2 separate regions of the Macaca mulatta genome follow, and region 2 is linked to region 1. Evidence: chromatin contacts called from public Hi-C data. All regions are on one chromosome and are shown on one strand. Each heading gives the region's core, a stretch centred on a gene start, on an enhancer-like site or on the middle of the called end of the contact. The rest is flanking DNA. Distances are from core to core; before and after follow the strand shown.

Region 1 (7,890 bases), core at 1,674-4,173:
TTTTTTTCTTGAGGAATTTTGCTTATCAAGTGCATATACACTATTAATATTTTCCACCCAAGAGAGCACTGTAAGCTAATTTATGCAGTGTGACTGTATTAAGCACTAAGCTTCCTTCAGAGCTGGCCTATCGGAGATGCTACTGCCCTTTCTCCAGGTGTGTCTGAAATGCCTGCCCAAGGATGGCCCTTAGCCAGTTAACAGCCTTATAGCCCATCCTCATTGCTTACTGCCACCCCTCAGCTGGAGTCCAAGGCAGTACTATCCAGCTTATTCACCAGACCTGCCTCCAGATATCTACTTCTTTCAAAAATTAGTGTTTCCCATGAAGGAACAAGTTCCAGAACATTTCCCACAGATGTCCCAAAGAACAGTGTCCGATGAGACTAAGTGGAACTTCCCAGCAGGCTGCTTTAGAATCCGCTCCTTTGACTAGATACAATGTAATTGGCTGTCTTTAAAAAAAAAAAAAAAAAAAACCACACAATCTGATAGGCGTATCTCATGCCCATTCAATATGGAATGTTCTTCACTCACTGAATTTAAGCCTGTATTTTAGGTTTTGTGGTTCCTGGGCCACAATGTGTGATGTCACTGATAGAAGGAAGCTGGGTTTGCAAGGGTTTTGGGCTGTGCAAGAGTAAACACTAGAGCTTGAGTTGTATCCAGCTGGCAAGCACGGAAGTCTTTGAAGAATGTAATGTAAGACGGGAAAAGAATGTAAAGCTTTTTGTACCAAATGAGAGTTGGAGCCCAGCCAACAAATGCTTTTCCCTTTTCTCTCTGGAAGGGACATTCCATCTCCATGATGCACTCTGAGGGTCACTGTCAACTAGAGATTGGCCCCATCCAGGTGAGAGGAACTTTGGGATGGGGAGTATCCAGTCTGCTGTGCATTTGACAGGATCTCTGAATGGCTAGGTAATGGATCCCCAGCAGGCTCACAAATTTAAATGAAGCCTTTGTGTGCACAAAGAGGAATAAGTACAGATTACTTTCCTACCGCTAGATTTTTGGGGAGAGTCACCATGGAATGTTGACAATTAAAATATTTTAAGCTCCCTTGCTGAATTCCTGTCCTGTCCATGAGGAATCAGATGGTCATACAGCCCATAGGCACCCACCCGCAATTTCCCTAGGAGTTGGAGTATGCTAGAATTGAAGACCTTCTGAGTAAAGGGCTTGTCTGCCTTCTCAGAGCCAGGAGAATTTGCACTGGTTGTGTTAAATGTATAAAAAGCTATATGTTCACCAGTTTACTCATTTCCAATGTGTAGATGAATAAAATGTAGTGCAAATTATTTGAAAATCCCAGAAGGAAGGTACTTTTCAAATGCAGTATTTTTTTCAACAAATAAACTTACTATTTTTACAGCACTGTTTTTGCCAAGAGTTGTGAAATCACTTGTGTACACAGGGAAGTGGAGGTTAAATACCTGCCCTAAAGTCATTCCACCACCAAGTCAGCACTGGAAATCTCATCTCTTGCTTTGCCACACTATTTTAAGAGCTGTCCCTGTTGGAACATAACAACTAGACAGACTCATGTAGCATTAGAGTTGGAAGGCCTTTTTAAAGACATCTGGTCCTACTTCGTACATGATACACAATTCCCCCTACCAACTACCTATGAAGAGCCCTTCTGTCATACGGAGCTCTATCCTGGGATAATTCTATTTTAGGAACTATTAGATTGTCATATTAAGCCAAAAGCTGCCTCATGTCCCGGATCTGGAGTACTATGCCTTGCCCCCACATCATGTTAGAACTTGAATAGTCCTCTCAGGACTTCATCTTGATTGGATAGGGACTCAAACCCAGCTCAAGAAGATACAGTGTTAAGAATTGCAAAGCTTCCAATTAGGGTTCACAGCCCCATTGGGCAGATAAGGTGCCTAGTCAATGGGAATGCAGTTGGGCAGGAAGATGGTTCCTGTCAATTAGCAAGGAAGCACACCTTGGTCCTGAGGCACAAAGCATAGCCAGCGGCAGGTGGCCTGGATTTTATCCCCCACTGGTTCATTCAGCCAGGTGTGCTTGTACAGTGATCACTACACAGCCATACTTCTTAGCCCTGTTTTAACTACTTGTCCTGATGTGATTAAGGAAAGGGCTCTCCTGCTGGGCACGGTTGTTCACATCTGTAATCCCAGCACTTTGAGAGGCCAAGCGAGCAGATCACCTGAGGTCAGGAGTTCGAGACCAGCCTGGCCAACATGGTGAAACCCCGTCTCTACTAAAAATACAAAACTATTAGCCAGGCGTGGTGGCAGGCACCTGTAATCCCAGCTACTCTGGAGGCTGAGGCACAGGACTCACTTGAACCCAGGAGGCAGAGGTAGCAGTGGGCAGAGGTAGCAATGAGCCGAGATTGCGCCATTGCATTCCAGCCTGGGCAACAAGTGAAACTCCGTCTGAAAAGAAAAAGGGCTCTCCAACAGGTTTTCTGCTTTCATTTCTACTTTCCACTGGGTCCAAGAAGGTTTATCCCTCTTCAAGTCATTGTGCGGTTTATTCTGCTCTACCTTTCTAAAGCACAGGGTCCTGTTGTTGCACATAGCTTTTGCCTCATCAGTGTTGCCAAACTTCAGCTCCCCACACCTGGCAGCCTGAGCCCGTGCACCATTCAGGTGATGATCTGCCCAAGTGTCATCTCACAAGGGCTCCAACAGATGCTGGGACCGCTTTCGAGACAGAATGCCAGGTACAATTCTGATATGTGAAAGTATTTCCACCCTTGCAATAATTTAAGAAACATCCAGGAATGCACTCATAGCCTGTAAGTTTTTGGTGAAGCTGGTCAGTAATTTTTCCCACACTATCCTGTTTCCTTTTCCCAGAATCCTCCGGGTCTCTCACCTTCCCCTCTTTGCTTACCAACACTGGCCATGTTAATCCTTACCTACTCTACACTGACACCTACATGTGTGGATGTCCTCTGGTCTCTGCCGCCTTATTTCAAATACGTGTTGATCAGTCGGGAAACACGTCTTGGGCACTGATTTCTGGCTAGTACGCTGTGTACTTGCACGCAGGAAAGCAAAAAGTATCTAATGAAAGCAGCCCTCCTCCGGAGTTTGCTGAGCCACAGGAACCATAAGCCAAATCCCAGGCGCTTGGATTTCTTTAGAAACAGCCAAGGCTTTGTGTCTGCTTCTCTGGACCCGCCGCAGCCCTGGCTAGAGGCAGGCATGGGGCGCCGAGTTGAGAAAGCTTCCTAGAGGACTCACCGTTGGCCGGTGCAGGCTGCAAACTATGCGCAGCGGCGGAGAGACGCTCCTCCAGCCATGTGCACGGCGACAATCCCAGGTAGAGCTGGAATGCAGGCTGCCCCGAGGTCCCCAATTGCTGGCGCTTCCCCCGCAGGAACCGGTTAAACCAAACCTCTAGGCATCTCGGTTTTAGAGCGGTCTTAACGCCACAGCCCTCCGCGCCCAGATCCTCCGAAGTTGGGACACCGCCCACGTTTCCCCCGTGACATGGGCGCGGGGGCTCGGGAGTTGTAGTCTTGGGCAGGGCGCGGGCGCCGAGGCCGGGGCTGCGCGGACTCCACGTCCCGGCGGGCGGCGCGGCGAGGCCTGGGGCCGCCAGGGGCGGGGCCGCTCGGCCCTTTAAACCTTTCAGGGCTGCTCCGAGGGCCGCAGCTAGAGTCGGCGCCACGAGGGGGCCGAGCAGGGTGCGGCGGCGGCGGGGCGTTCCGGGGAGGTGCGTAGTGGGCTCCTTGCCTTCCTCCGGGCTTCCAGGAATCACCTGGGGAGTCTCGCGTCCCGGGTCTGGGGGAGTAGCTGGCCGCAGGCTCCGGCCCCAGTCGGGGTCCCCGCGCCCAGGCGAGCGGGGGCCGGGCCGGGCTTTCGCGTGAACCTGCCCCTCGCCCAGGGCGCCGATGGTCAGGTGGTTGCCTGCGCGCCGCTGACTCGCCACCGCTCCACTGGGCCAGCACCCAGCCTCTCCTTGGCGTGGCCTCTTCGGTTGTCCAGCCCGTCTCCCAGCCCTGGTCCCTCAGAAGGAGGGTAACTCCCTTCCAGATGTTACGGTCCGCCTGCGTCTCTCAGCACGCCGGTGGCATTTGGGTTGACCGCGGAGGCCCCCAATGCCAGAGGGTGTCCACGTTATGCCTTGGGCTCAGCCCAAACTTTGGACGCTCAGAGACCCAACGGGAGCCCTGGATAAGGTGTTGACCCCTTTCCCCTCCCCCTTCCCGGCCAGTTACCCACTCCTGGACTTTGCTCTCTCTCCACCAGGCCAGGGCAGCTGATGGTTGTGGCAGAAACATCTCAAGGTAGCTGGTCCGCCCCCACTTCCCCATCTACCTCTTGTCCTCCCCCCCACACCACCACCACCCTGGCTCCCCTCCCTCATGACCGCCTGGATCCTCCTGCCTGTCAGCCTGTCAGCGTTCTCCATTACTGGCATATGGACTGTGTGAGTAAAGTGGGGTGCGGGGGCAACAGGAGCTTGATGATGCACACAAAGTCCCTTGTCCTGTTGTAGGCTTCAGGGTGGTACCCAGGGTCACTCTGGCTGTCTCAAAAGCCTGGCCTGGTGCCTGGGCACACAGCCCCTTGGGACAAGCTGGCAAAACTGCTGTCCAGCAGGGTGGCCCTGACAAATATACTTCTAGCCAGGGCAATCTCCAGGGGGCCTCTAGGTGGGGGACATGCTGCAGGTGCTGGTATGGCATCAAGCCTCAGGGACCCCAACTTGAGTCCCCAGGAACAATAATGAGGCTGAATGAGGCCAGAAATCAAGGTTGAAGAGAAGGGTCGTGGGGTGGGTTGATGGGGAGCTCAGGAAGGCTGGCCAGGGTGACAGTTCTGTTCCCACAGGTATGCCATGGCTGTGATGAACCACCATGTATGTCCCGTGGAGAACTGGTATGAAGGACTCTGCAGACAGCCTCGCTCTAAAGTTTCCTTCATCTCTGTCCCCTCTTGGGCCCGAGGGTGCCACGAGCCAGACTGCAACCCAGAGCCTCACTGCTCTTCTCTGAAATTGGTCCCCAGGCATGACTTCATGCCTACGCACCTCCCACCATCCCTTTGCCCCTCTGGTTACTGCTTCAGGCCAGCACTGGGGAGTGTGATCTTCTGTCCCTGTGGGGGAGGTCTGGGAGAGAGTCCTCTTTGAGGCCTGAGGCTATAGGCCAAGGGACTGGGGGCAGTCCCTTCCCCCAGTCTACTCCCTGTCCTGCCTGCCAGGTCCTACAACGAGTCCTGCCCTCCTGACCCTGCTGAGCAAGGGGGCCCCAAGACCTGCTGCACCCTGGACAATGTCCCCCTCATCAGGTAAGGCCTAGATATTGGGCAGGGGGAGATCCGAGGTCCTCCCAGACAGACCCTCAAGCAAAGAGCTGTCCTTGGGTCTCAGGAATAATAAGTATCCTAAGAGCCACTTCATAACAACACTACTTGCCAGTTACTATGGGGCAGGCACACTGCTGAGCGCTTTATATGCATTGTCTCTTTTCATCTTCCCAGGAGTGAGGCAGCTCTGGTTTTCACCATTTTATAGGTGAGAAAACAGGCTCAGTCTTACTCATCCAGGTTACACAGCTAATAAGTGGAGCCACCTGGATTTAAGCTCGAGCCCTCAGATTGCCCAGCCCGTGTTCTGGCTCAAGGATAGCCAAACCAGCTGCAGGGCTCAGCAAAGAGTGTCAGGGTTGCCTGAACACTCCTGGGCACTCCCTTCTCTCTCACACACGAGCTCTGCTTTGGGGGCCCAGCCTGGAACCAGTTGTTCATGAGGGACCCTGGCTTTTCACATAAATCAGTGGCCTGCCTGCTAAGGAGCAGGTGCAGGTAAATGAGGGGAGAGCCAGTGAGCCAGAATGGGGGCCCCCTGGGCCTCCTGCCGCCCTCTTACTTTGTCCTTCCCCCTCCTCGCAGCAAGTGCGGCTCCTATCCCCCAGAAAGCTGCCTCTTCAGCCTCATTGGCAACATGGGTGCTTTCATGGGTGAGTTGTACCCTTAGCCCTGACCCTGCCTGCCCAGCCCAGTGCCCCCAACACAGAAAGGCCCAGGAAGCCCTTCCTCTGTGCAGCCCTCCCCACCAAAGGCTGAGGCAATAGAAGCAACGTCTCTCCCCTTCCTTGAAGGCCAAAAGCTAACTCCCACACAGCCACCCTGCTGGCTGGAGCCTAAGGAAACCTAGTTCACCACCCGCCTGTCCATTCTGAGGGGCAGGAGCACCACAGGGTCTGGAGGAAGCTGACAGGCTCACTGGGCAGGGCCAAGGCTGGAGGAAGGCCTCAACTGTGTCTCCTCCCCCAGTGGCCCTGATCTGCCTCCTGCGCTACGGGCAGCTCCTGGAGCAGAGTAGGCACTCTTGGGTTAACACCACAGCGCTCATCTCAGGCTGCACCAACGCCGCGGGCCTCTTGGTGGTTGGCAACTTTCAGGTGCTTCCCCTTCTCCCCCGCAAACCTTGAACTTTACCTAACAAGACCTGGCTGCCTGTAGGGTGGCACCTCAAGGTTGGGGCTGGAAGGAGGGAATGAGAAAGGAGGGGGAGGAAGGAAGAGGGAGAGAGGAGATTCACTGAAGGAGGGGTGGAGGGGCGGGGCCAATGGCCACATCACCAACTGGCCCTTCTCTGGGCCCAGGTGGATCATGCCAGGTCTCTGCACTACGTTGGAGCTGGTGTGGCCTTCCCTGCGGGGCTGCTCTTTGTCTGCCTGCACTGTGCTCTCTCCTACCAAGGGGCCACCGCCCCACTGGACCTGGCTGTGGCCTATCTGCGAAGTGTGCTGGCTGTCATCGCCTTTATCACCCTGGTCCTCAGTATCCTTTCAGGATGGGGCAGCCGGGAACTCATCCTCTAGCTCAACCTTTCTCCCTCCCAAGAGGATGGGGGATGGCGGCCTAACACTGCCATGTGGGGGAGAGGCCTAACACCTCTCCCTTTGGAGAGGTGAGGCCTGAGACTGCAGAAGGGGTGTTGCCAGGTTTCCATACGTCCTACTGAACATTTCCTTAGCCCCATTTCAGGTGGAGTCTTCTTTGTCCATGAGAGTTCTCAGCTGCAACATGGGGCAGCCCTGTGTGAGTGGGTGTGTGTCATCGATATCCTCATTTTCTATGGCACCTTCAGCTATGAGTTTGGGGCAGTCTCCTCAGACACACTGGTGGCTGCATTGCAGCCTACCCCTGGCCGGGCCTGCAAGTCCTCCGGGAGCAGCAGCACCTCCACCCACCTCAACTGTGCCCCCGAGAGCATCGCTATGATCTAAGGTCTGGGGAGGGTGGCTGGCCCGGCCTCTGCAGCACCCCACCCCATATCTTCTTTGCATTTATTTTGTACCAAAAACAATTTTGAGAAAGTATTCTGTTGGGATACGGGCTTCGTCACTTCTGGAGAAGTGGCCATCCCATGTCCACCTGTGCCATAGAGGAGTGGGCCCTGCCAGCTGCCATAGCTGCATGACCTGCTTCCCCACCCCACAGTGTTGTTTTGTTTTTAAAGGTCACCTGTCCTCACTCACCCAGCCAGCCCTTCAGGTGCCTTCTACTCCCAGTGCCAAAGCCAGACCACTGGGGTTTCCTGCTGCAGGAATTGGGGGCTGGGAACAGCAGAGGGGATAGAAGTCTGGTGGAGGTGGAGTGGGCACGCCTTAGCCTACGGAAAGGCCCATTTCTGGGCCCACTGAGCTGCACTGGGATTCTTCACTCTGCCCCTCACTTCCGTTAGGGCAAATAACACAGCAGAACCACGTGGGTATTTTAGTACTTTTTTTTTTATATTAAAAGGATTCTAATTTGCATCTTTGTAGTCTGTTCTGGAGAGTCGGGGGGCCTGATCTGGTATGGCTTTCCATAAGCCAAGGAGGGCAAGCCCTTGCCCCCAGGAGAGTGCTGAGTGCACTCTGTTGCCAGAAACAAAGGATGCCAG
Region 2 (7,890 bases), core at 2,515-5,014, 43 kb after region 1:
GTCCTGGCCAACATGGTGAAACCCTGTCTTTACTAAAAATACAAAAATTAGATGGGCGTGGTGGTGTGCACCTGTAGTCCCAGCTACTCAGGAAGCTGGAGAATCACTTGAATGTGGGAAGCGGAGGTTGCAGTGAGCCAAGATTGTGCCACTGCACTCCAGCCTGGTGACAGAGCGAGACTCCATCTCAAAATTAATTAATTAATTAATTAAGTAAGTAATCAACTGACAGACTATTTTGGAGGGACAATTTTAGGCTTACAGAAAAATTGAGCAGAAAGTACAGAGAATTCCAGGCTGGGAGCAATGGCTCACGCCTTTAATCCCAGCACTTTCAGAGGCCAAAGAGGAAGGAACACTTGAGCTCAGGAGTTTGAGACCAGGCTGGGCAACATGGTGAAACCCCATCTCTACAAAAAATAAAAAAAATTAACCAGGCGCAGTGATGCACGCCTGTAATCCATCTACTTGGGAGGCTGAGGTGGGAGGATCACTTGAGCCCAGAAGGTCAAGGCTGCAGTGAGTCAAGATTGCGACACTGCCCTTCCAGCCTAGGCAACAGAGGGAGACTGTCTCAAAACAAAACAAAACAAAAAAAAAAAAAGAAGAAGAAGAAAGTACAGAGAGTTCCCATATCCCCCTTCAGGCTCCCATTTCTCCTATTATTAACCTTTTGCATTAGTGTGGTATATTTGTTACAACTGATGAGCCAGTATTGGTATACTATTAACATAGTCCAGCCAGGCGCAGTGGCTCATGCTTGTAATCCCAGCACTTTGGGAGGCCGAGGCGGGTGGATCACCTGAAGTCAGAAGTTCAAGACCAGCCTGGCCAACATAGTGAAAAGCCGTCTTCACTAAAAATACAAAAAATTAGCTGGGCGTGAAGGTGGGTGCCTGTAATCCCAGCTACTCAGGAGGCTGAGGCAGGAGAATCGCTTTAAACTGGGAGGCAGAGGTTGCAGTGAGCCGAGACATTGCACTCCAGCCTGGGCAACAAGAGGGAAACTCTGTCTCAAAAAAAAAAAAAAAAAAAAAAAAGTCCATATTGATACATTATAATTAACAAAGTCCATAAGTTACATTAGGCTTTACTCTTTGCATTGTACATTCTATGGGTTTCCACACATGTGACATGTATCCACCATGACACCATTACAACATCATACAAAATAGTTTCACTTCTGTAAAATTCCTCTGTGCTCCACCTACCATTCCTTCCTCCCCCCAACTCCACCTCCCTGGCAGTCACTGATCTTTTTATTGTCTCCATAGTTTAGCCTTTTCAGAATATCATACAGTTGGGGCCAAACGCAGTGCCTCATGCCTGTAATCCCAGCACTTTGGAAGGCTGAAGCACGAGGATTGCTTGAGACCAGGAGTTTAAGACCATCTTGGGCAACATAGCAAGACCTTGACTCAAAAAAATACATATATATGTTATATATGTATATGACATATACATGTATATATGTATATATACAATACATACATATATACATATACATATACATACATATACATGTATGTCATATACATATGTATGTATGTCATATAGATGGAATCATAGTTTGTAGTCTTTCCACATTGATTTCTTTTTTTTTTTTGAGACGGAGTCTCGCTCTTTTGCCCAGGCCGGACCGTAGTGGCACAATCTCAGCTCACTGCAAGCTCCACCTCCTGGGTTCACGCCATTCTCCTGCCTCAGGCTCCTGAGTAGCTGGGACTACAGGTGCCTGCCACCGCGCCCTGCTAATTTTTTTATATTTTCAGTAGAGACAGGGTTTCACCGTATTAGCCAGGATGGTCTCGATCTCCTGACCTCGTGATCCGTCCGCCTCAGCCCCCCAAAGTGCTGGGATTACAGGCGTGAGCCACCGCGCCCGGCCCCACATTGATTTCTTTCACTTAGCAATATGAATTTAAGGTTCCTCCATGTTTTTTAATGGCTTGATAGCTTTTTTTTTTTTTTTTCCTTGAGATGGATCCCGTTATGTTGCCCCGGCTGGTCTCAAACTCCTGAACTGAGTGGTTGTCTTGCCTCAGCCTCCAGAAAAGCTGGGAATAGCTGAGACTACAGAAACATGGCATTTTTTCCCCTTTGTAGTACAAGCTAGAAAGCTTTTTTTTTTTTTTTTTTTTTTTGAGACAGAGTATTGCCCTTTCACCCTGGCTGGAGTATAGTGGCGCAATCTGGGCTCACTGCAACCTCTGTCTCCCGGGTTCAAGCGATTCTCCTGCCTCAGCCTCCCGAGTAGCTGGGACTACAGGCACCTGCCACCATGCCCGGCTAATTTTTTGTATTTTTAGTAGAGACGGGGTTTCACCGTGTTACCCAGGATGGTCTCAATCTCCCGACCTCGTGATCCACCTGCCTCGTCCTCCCAAAAAATTTCTAATACGGCAAATATTAAAAGATATAATCCACGCAAACAAAGCTTTTAGGATCTTCTATAATTTCTAACACTGTAAATGGTTCCCAAGACCCAACAGTTTGAGAACCACTTCTCTGGGATGTCTTATTCTTTTCCTGATGGCTAATCCCAGTGGAGAGATTTAGGTATTACAATTCTGTTCCAGACTCGCCTGAGAACCTTCTCTGATGGGCCACACTCTACTTACTGCCCTTGCTCTGTATCCCCTCTTCGGTTATGTTGTTCCTGTTTCCCCGGCTGCTTTTTATTTTCCTTCTTTCTTTTCTTCCCGCCTTTTCTTTCCTTTCTCTTTCTTTTTCGCTTTTTGTTTATTTTTTGAGACGGAGTCTCACTCTGTCGCCCAGGCTGGAATGCAGTGGTGCAATCTTGGCTCACTGCAACCTCCGCCTCCTGGGTTCAAGTGATTCTCCTGCTTCAGCCTCCCGAGTAGCTGAGATTACAGGCGCGCGCCACCATGCCCGGATAACTTTCATATTTTTAGTAGAGACGGGGTTTCACCATGTTGGCCAGGCTGGTCTCGAACTCCTGACCTCATGATCTGCCCGCTTCGGCCTCTCAAACTGCTGGGATTACAGGCGTGAGCTGCTGCACCTGTGTGTTTTTTTTTTGTTTGTTTGTTTGTTTTTTGTTTTTTTTTTTTTTTAGACAGGGTCTCACTCTGTCGCCCAGGCTGGAGTGCAGTGGTGCGATCACAGCTCGCTGCAGCTTCGAACTCCTGGGCTCAAGCGAACCTCCCACCTCAGCCTCCCGAGTAGCTGAAACCACAGGAGCGCGCGACACACACAAAGTTTTTTTTTCAGTGGTTTTTCTGTTTATGTTGTTGCCTTTTTGTTGTTGTTGTTGTTCTTTATGGATCCTCCCGCCTTGGCCTTCCAAACTGCTGGGATTACCTACTGCTTTGAAACCTCGGTTCTTTGCAGGTCCTGGAAAACAAAGTGAAGGGGTCTTGCAATAGCTCAAAACCGGGGCAGCCCTTCCAGGTGCATCCTCAATTGGGCGTCAATCTCTGACAAAAAGTTTGCCCTTTGCGCCCGATCCCTCACACCAGAGAGCACTGCACGGACGGAGCGACGGAGAGGACTAATGGTGTCGGGGAGGACCCAAGGAGGTTGGGGAACTCAGACTCTTTTCAGTGTTTAAAAAGAAGACGCCTCTCGGAAGGCATAAGATGCCAGTCTAGCAGTGCGCCTGGAGCCCAACTGCACTAGGGGGTATCTTTGCCCCGCCCCAAGGCTCCTCGTTCCACCCCCTGCCGCCAAGCAAGGAATCCGGCGCCGCCGGTCGGGGGTAGTATTTACGATAGTGCTGGCTCTTTGCGGCCGGCCGCACAGCTGCTGACGCGTCGGGAGGCGGAGCCTAGGGCAGCAAATTTTCCTGGCGGCTTCTGTTCAGAAGCGGCTGCTGTGACCCACCTTCCTCCTCCACGGAGCAATGGCGGTGTCTGTCCGGTCCGCGCGGACTTCGCCCAGCTTAGGTAGGCTTAGGATCCCGGCCTCCGGCGGAGAGTTCCGAGGAGCACTGGTCTCAGAGGGGCGGGGGAGGGAGGACGCCTGGTGAGGGGGGGGGCCTCCGTGGGGAAGGGGGCGTGGCGTGCTGTGAGACATTTGCAGCCTGCGGCTTCTGGACGATGATGATATTCGGGAACACTTTGCTGTTAGGGGGCTGTAGTCTGAGGGGTTTTAGGACACTGGGGTATCTTGGAGAAGGGGCTGCACTGCAGGGATGTTTCCTACAGTCAGATCATTGAGGCAACCTTATTGAGCCAACCCGGGTGGGCGGAAGCTCTGGGCCGTTGGTGCTGTGATTTCTGTGATTTGAGGTGGAGCCCACCCCCGCGCACACATTTTCTCCAATTATTGGTTGCAGATAAAGTACAGAAAGACAAGGCTGAACTGATCTCAGGGCCCAGGCAGGGCAGCCGAATGGGGAAACTCTTGGGTTTTGAGTGGACAGATTTGTCCAGCTGGCGGAGGCTGGTGACCTTGCTGAATCGACCAACGGACCCTGCAAGCCTGGCTGTCTTTCGTTTTCTTTTTGGTGAGTCTAGTTTATGGGTGGGAGCAGTTTGGTTGGGAGTGGGAGAATGACAATCGTCAATTTTTTTGGTTGCAAGTAGACTTAGCTCCCTTTTCCTCAGAGCTGAAGATATTGGTATAAAAGAAGAGGTCTTCTCGAAGTTTAGGATTAAACCTACTTTGCCTCCTCCAGTTAGGATTTACTTGGTGGTCAGAAATGCTTTTTTTCTTATTTCTTTTTCTTAGACGGACTTTCGTTCTTGTTGCCCATTCTGGAGTGCCATGGTGAGATCTTGGCTCACTGTAACCTCCGCCACCCGGGTTCAAGCGATTCTCCTGCCTCAGCCTCCCAAGTAGCTGGGATTACAGGCGCCCACCACACCCGGCTAATTTTTTATTTTATTTTATTTTTGTATTTTTAGTAGAGACAGGGTTTCACCATGTTGGCCAGGCTGGTCTCAAACTCCTGACCTCAGGTGATCCACCCGCATCAGCCTCCCAAAGTGCTGGGATTAAAGGCATGAGCCACCGAGCCCAGCTAGAAATGCTTTGATCTGAGGCTATATGATATTTAGAGGCCAGGCAGCAGTGACCCATTTTGCTTGTGGCATGAGGTTGCCCAGAGGACTCAGAGAAACAGAGCAGGGGGTCACCGGGGCCATACATTTTGGCTGTGACTCTCTAATCGAGAGCTTCTTAACTGAGGCGGCAGCGTGGTGTGCTTGGAATGGTTTACAGATGTGCGGAGATATTAGTCCCCTTAGCCCAGTAGTTCTCAACTGGAGGCAGTTTTGCTCTTTGGGAGACGTTTGGCAATGTTTAGAGACATTTTTAGTTGTCACAACTTGGGGGAGGAAGAATAGGTGACTGCTGGCATCTGTATAGAGGTTAGGGATGCTCCTAAATGTCCTGTAGTGCGTTGGACAATCCCTCTCAATAAATAATTAACCAGCACAAAATGTGACTAGTCCTGAGGTTGAGAAACCCTGCCTTATCTCAAGCTGGCTTCCTGATCTGAGTAGCCCCTTCTGTTTATTCCCAAGGTGTTGACGAAATGCAACAGTTTTCGGGGTGTGCCAGGAAGCAGAAAAGGTCGAGAAGAACTCCCAGAGCTCTTTTCTTTTCTTTTCTTTCTTTTTTTTTGAGATGGAGTTTCGATCTTGTTGCCCAGGCTGGAGTGCAATGGTGTGATCTTGGCTCACTGTAACCTCCGCCACCCAGGTTCAAGTGATTCTCCTGCTTCAGCCTCCTGAGTAGCTGGTATTACAGGCATGTGGCACCACGCCTGGCTGATTTTTTTGTATTTTTAGTAGAGACGGGGTTTCTCCATGTTGGTCAGGCTGGTCTCAAATTCCCAACCTCAAGTGATCTGCCCACCTCGGCCTCCTAAAGTGCTGGGATTACAGGCGTGAGCCACCATGCCCCGCCTCCCAGAGCACTTTCTGAAGCTCAGTAGGTTGGATCTTCATAGCTGTCAAGACCCTAACAGTTTTTATAGCATTTTGTGCATTTCCCTAATTTAATCCTCCCTGTAGTCCTGTGACACATTCCCCTTCTCACAAATGGGGAATTGGTTAACTGAGCTGCAGGGGCTGTTCTAGATGGCACAACTGATACAGTATTGTGCAGAGTAGGCACTCAATAATTAATACTGAATAAATGGCAGAGCCAAGGTTAGAAAAGAAGTCTGACCCTGGAGCTGCACACTCTCAACTGTGTTCCACTGTATTCTACTGCTTCCTTAGCTGAGGCCCAATGACCAACTCTCCTATTGCCTTCTTAGGGTTCTTGATGGTGCTAGACATTCCCCAGGAGCGGGGGCTCAGCTCCCTGGACCGAAAATACCTTGATGGGCTGGATGTCTGCCGCTTCCCCTTGCTGGATGCCCTACGCCCACTCCCACTTGACTGGATGTATCTTGTCTACACCATCATGTTTCTGGGTGAGGGGAACTGTGGGAGAGATGGAAATATTGACTGGCCTGCCAGAAACACAGAAATAGAAGCATGCTGGTGAATGGTCAAAGTCTTTGGCACCTTATTTCACTTCTGCTGTGATCAATTTCATGCTGTTGACCTGTGTGTCACCTGAGCTGTTGTCCCATAATTCTTTTTAAAATATTAAAATAGCATCTAATTTTCATTTAGTTTTACCTGATTATACAATGCTTGATTTTTCTTAATTCCAACCATATCCTGGCCCAGGGAAACTGGGCCTGTGGTGATCTCTTGACCTCTTAATCCTCTCCCTACAAATCCCAGGGGCACTGGGCATGATGCTGGGCCTGTGCTACCGGATAAGCTGTGTGTTATTCCTGCTGCCATACTGGTATGTGTTTCTCCTGGACAAGACATCATGGAACAACCACTCCTATCTGTATGGGTTGTTGGCCTTTCAGCTGACGTTCATGGATGCAAACCACTACTGGTATGAGTCTGGGGGGACAAAGGGGAGGGGTTGGCTGGGTCAGGATGGTTATCAGAGATAGGGGCCCAGTGAGGTTCTAGAATTTGCCCCTGTCAGGATATTTTCAGTCATGCTTTGCAAAATATGGTTCCAAGGTCACTTTGATCTGGGTGGATTTGGGAGGGGAAAGGGCCAACTAGTTGGAGCACTTGGGATGACAAAAAGCAAAATGTCTCCATCCCACCCCTTCATTCTTTCCGTATCTCCCCAGGTGCCTTGATTTATTCACCTCTTGTAACCCTCTTAGAGAGAAAAAGAGAATACTAAAGCCAGACATAGCTGTTTTCAGATACTTTAAGGGTGGTTATGTAGAAGAGGGAGCAGACTTTCTCTGTGTAAGCCCAGAAGGGCAGAGTTAGAGCCAAAAGTAGAAGTTGCTGTGAGGCAGAGTTCACGTCAGGAGAAGAGGGCCCACCAGGGCTGCTCAGCGTTGCTGTTCTGGGAGGAGGTAACCCTTCCCCATTTCTGGCTTAGGTGACTGTCTCCCAGGGGAGTTGGAGAAGGGATTTGGAGATGAGGTGGCAGGGCAGATGACCTTAAGGATTCTTTATATGTTGAGTGAGAAGCAATAAAATAGGTGTCAATAAAATGAGTTTGGGGGAAAAAATCTCAAACATTGAATTCATTAACAGTCATTAAGTTTTATTTATTTTTCTTTTTATTTATTTATTTTTAAATAGAGATGGGGTCTCGCTTTGTTGCCCAGGCTGGTCTTGAACTTCTGGGCTCAAGCAATCCTCCCACCTCGACCTCCCAAAGTGCTGGGATTACAGGCATGAGCCACTGCGCCCGGCCTATTTGTTAATACACACATACAAATACCCCTTTGGTAAAATTTGAAACTCATTCAGAATGGCCAGCTCTGATCTTAGAGAATTGAGGCAGTTTTGATAGAATATCTCTGAAAAGTTCTGTTGTGGGGGTATTTGTTGAAATGGCATCTCACTGTGTCACCCAGGCTAGAGTGCAGTGGCG

Evidence for each region. Hi-C and Micro-C count contacts between places; a contact is called where the count stands out from the background.
Region 2: a contact with region 1 is called in a Hi-C map of fetal cortex germinal zone, with 2.3 times the contacts expected there. The contact joins the promoter of GGCX here to the promoter of TMEM150A in region 1. A contact is called at or near these places in 4 of 14 Hi-C or Micro-C datasets (CD4 T cells, cortical neurons, fetal cortex germinal zone and 1 more).

The regions. Positions count from the first base shown.
Region 1 is chr13:38,788,801-38,796,690 of T2T-MMU8v2.0, forward strand. It overlaps TMEM150A (transmembrane protein 150A), which reads left to right and starts at 2,924. Exons shown (of 8, transcript XM_015112765.3): 1 at 2,924-3,309; 2 at 4,242-4,422; 3 at 4,827-4,874; 4 at 5,199-5,285; 5 at 5,889-5,956; 6 at 6,273-6,400; 7 at 6,605-6,782; 8 at 6,990-7,762. The coding sequence starts at 4,358. The coding sequence ends at 7,231. C13H2orf68 (chromosome 13 C2orf68 homolog) reads left to right here. Exons shown (of 4, transcript NM_001193859.3): 4 at 1-16. It also overlaps a transcript of USP39 not described here.
Region 2 is chr13:38,830,521-38,838,410 of T2T-MMU8v2.0, forward strand. GGCX (gamma-glutamyl carboxylase) reads left to right here and starts at 3,765. Exons shown (of 15, transcript NM_001260723.1): 1 at 3,765-3,908; 2 at 4,301-4,471; 3 at 6,233-6,391; 4 at 6,711-6,876. The coding sequence starts at 3,866.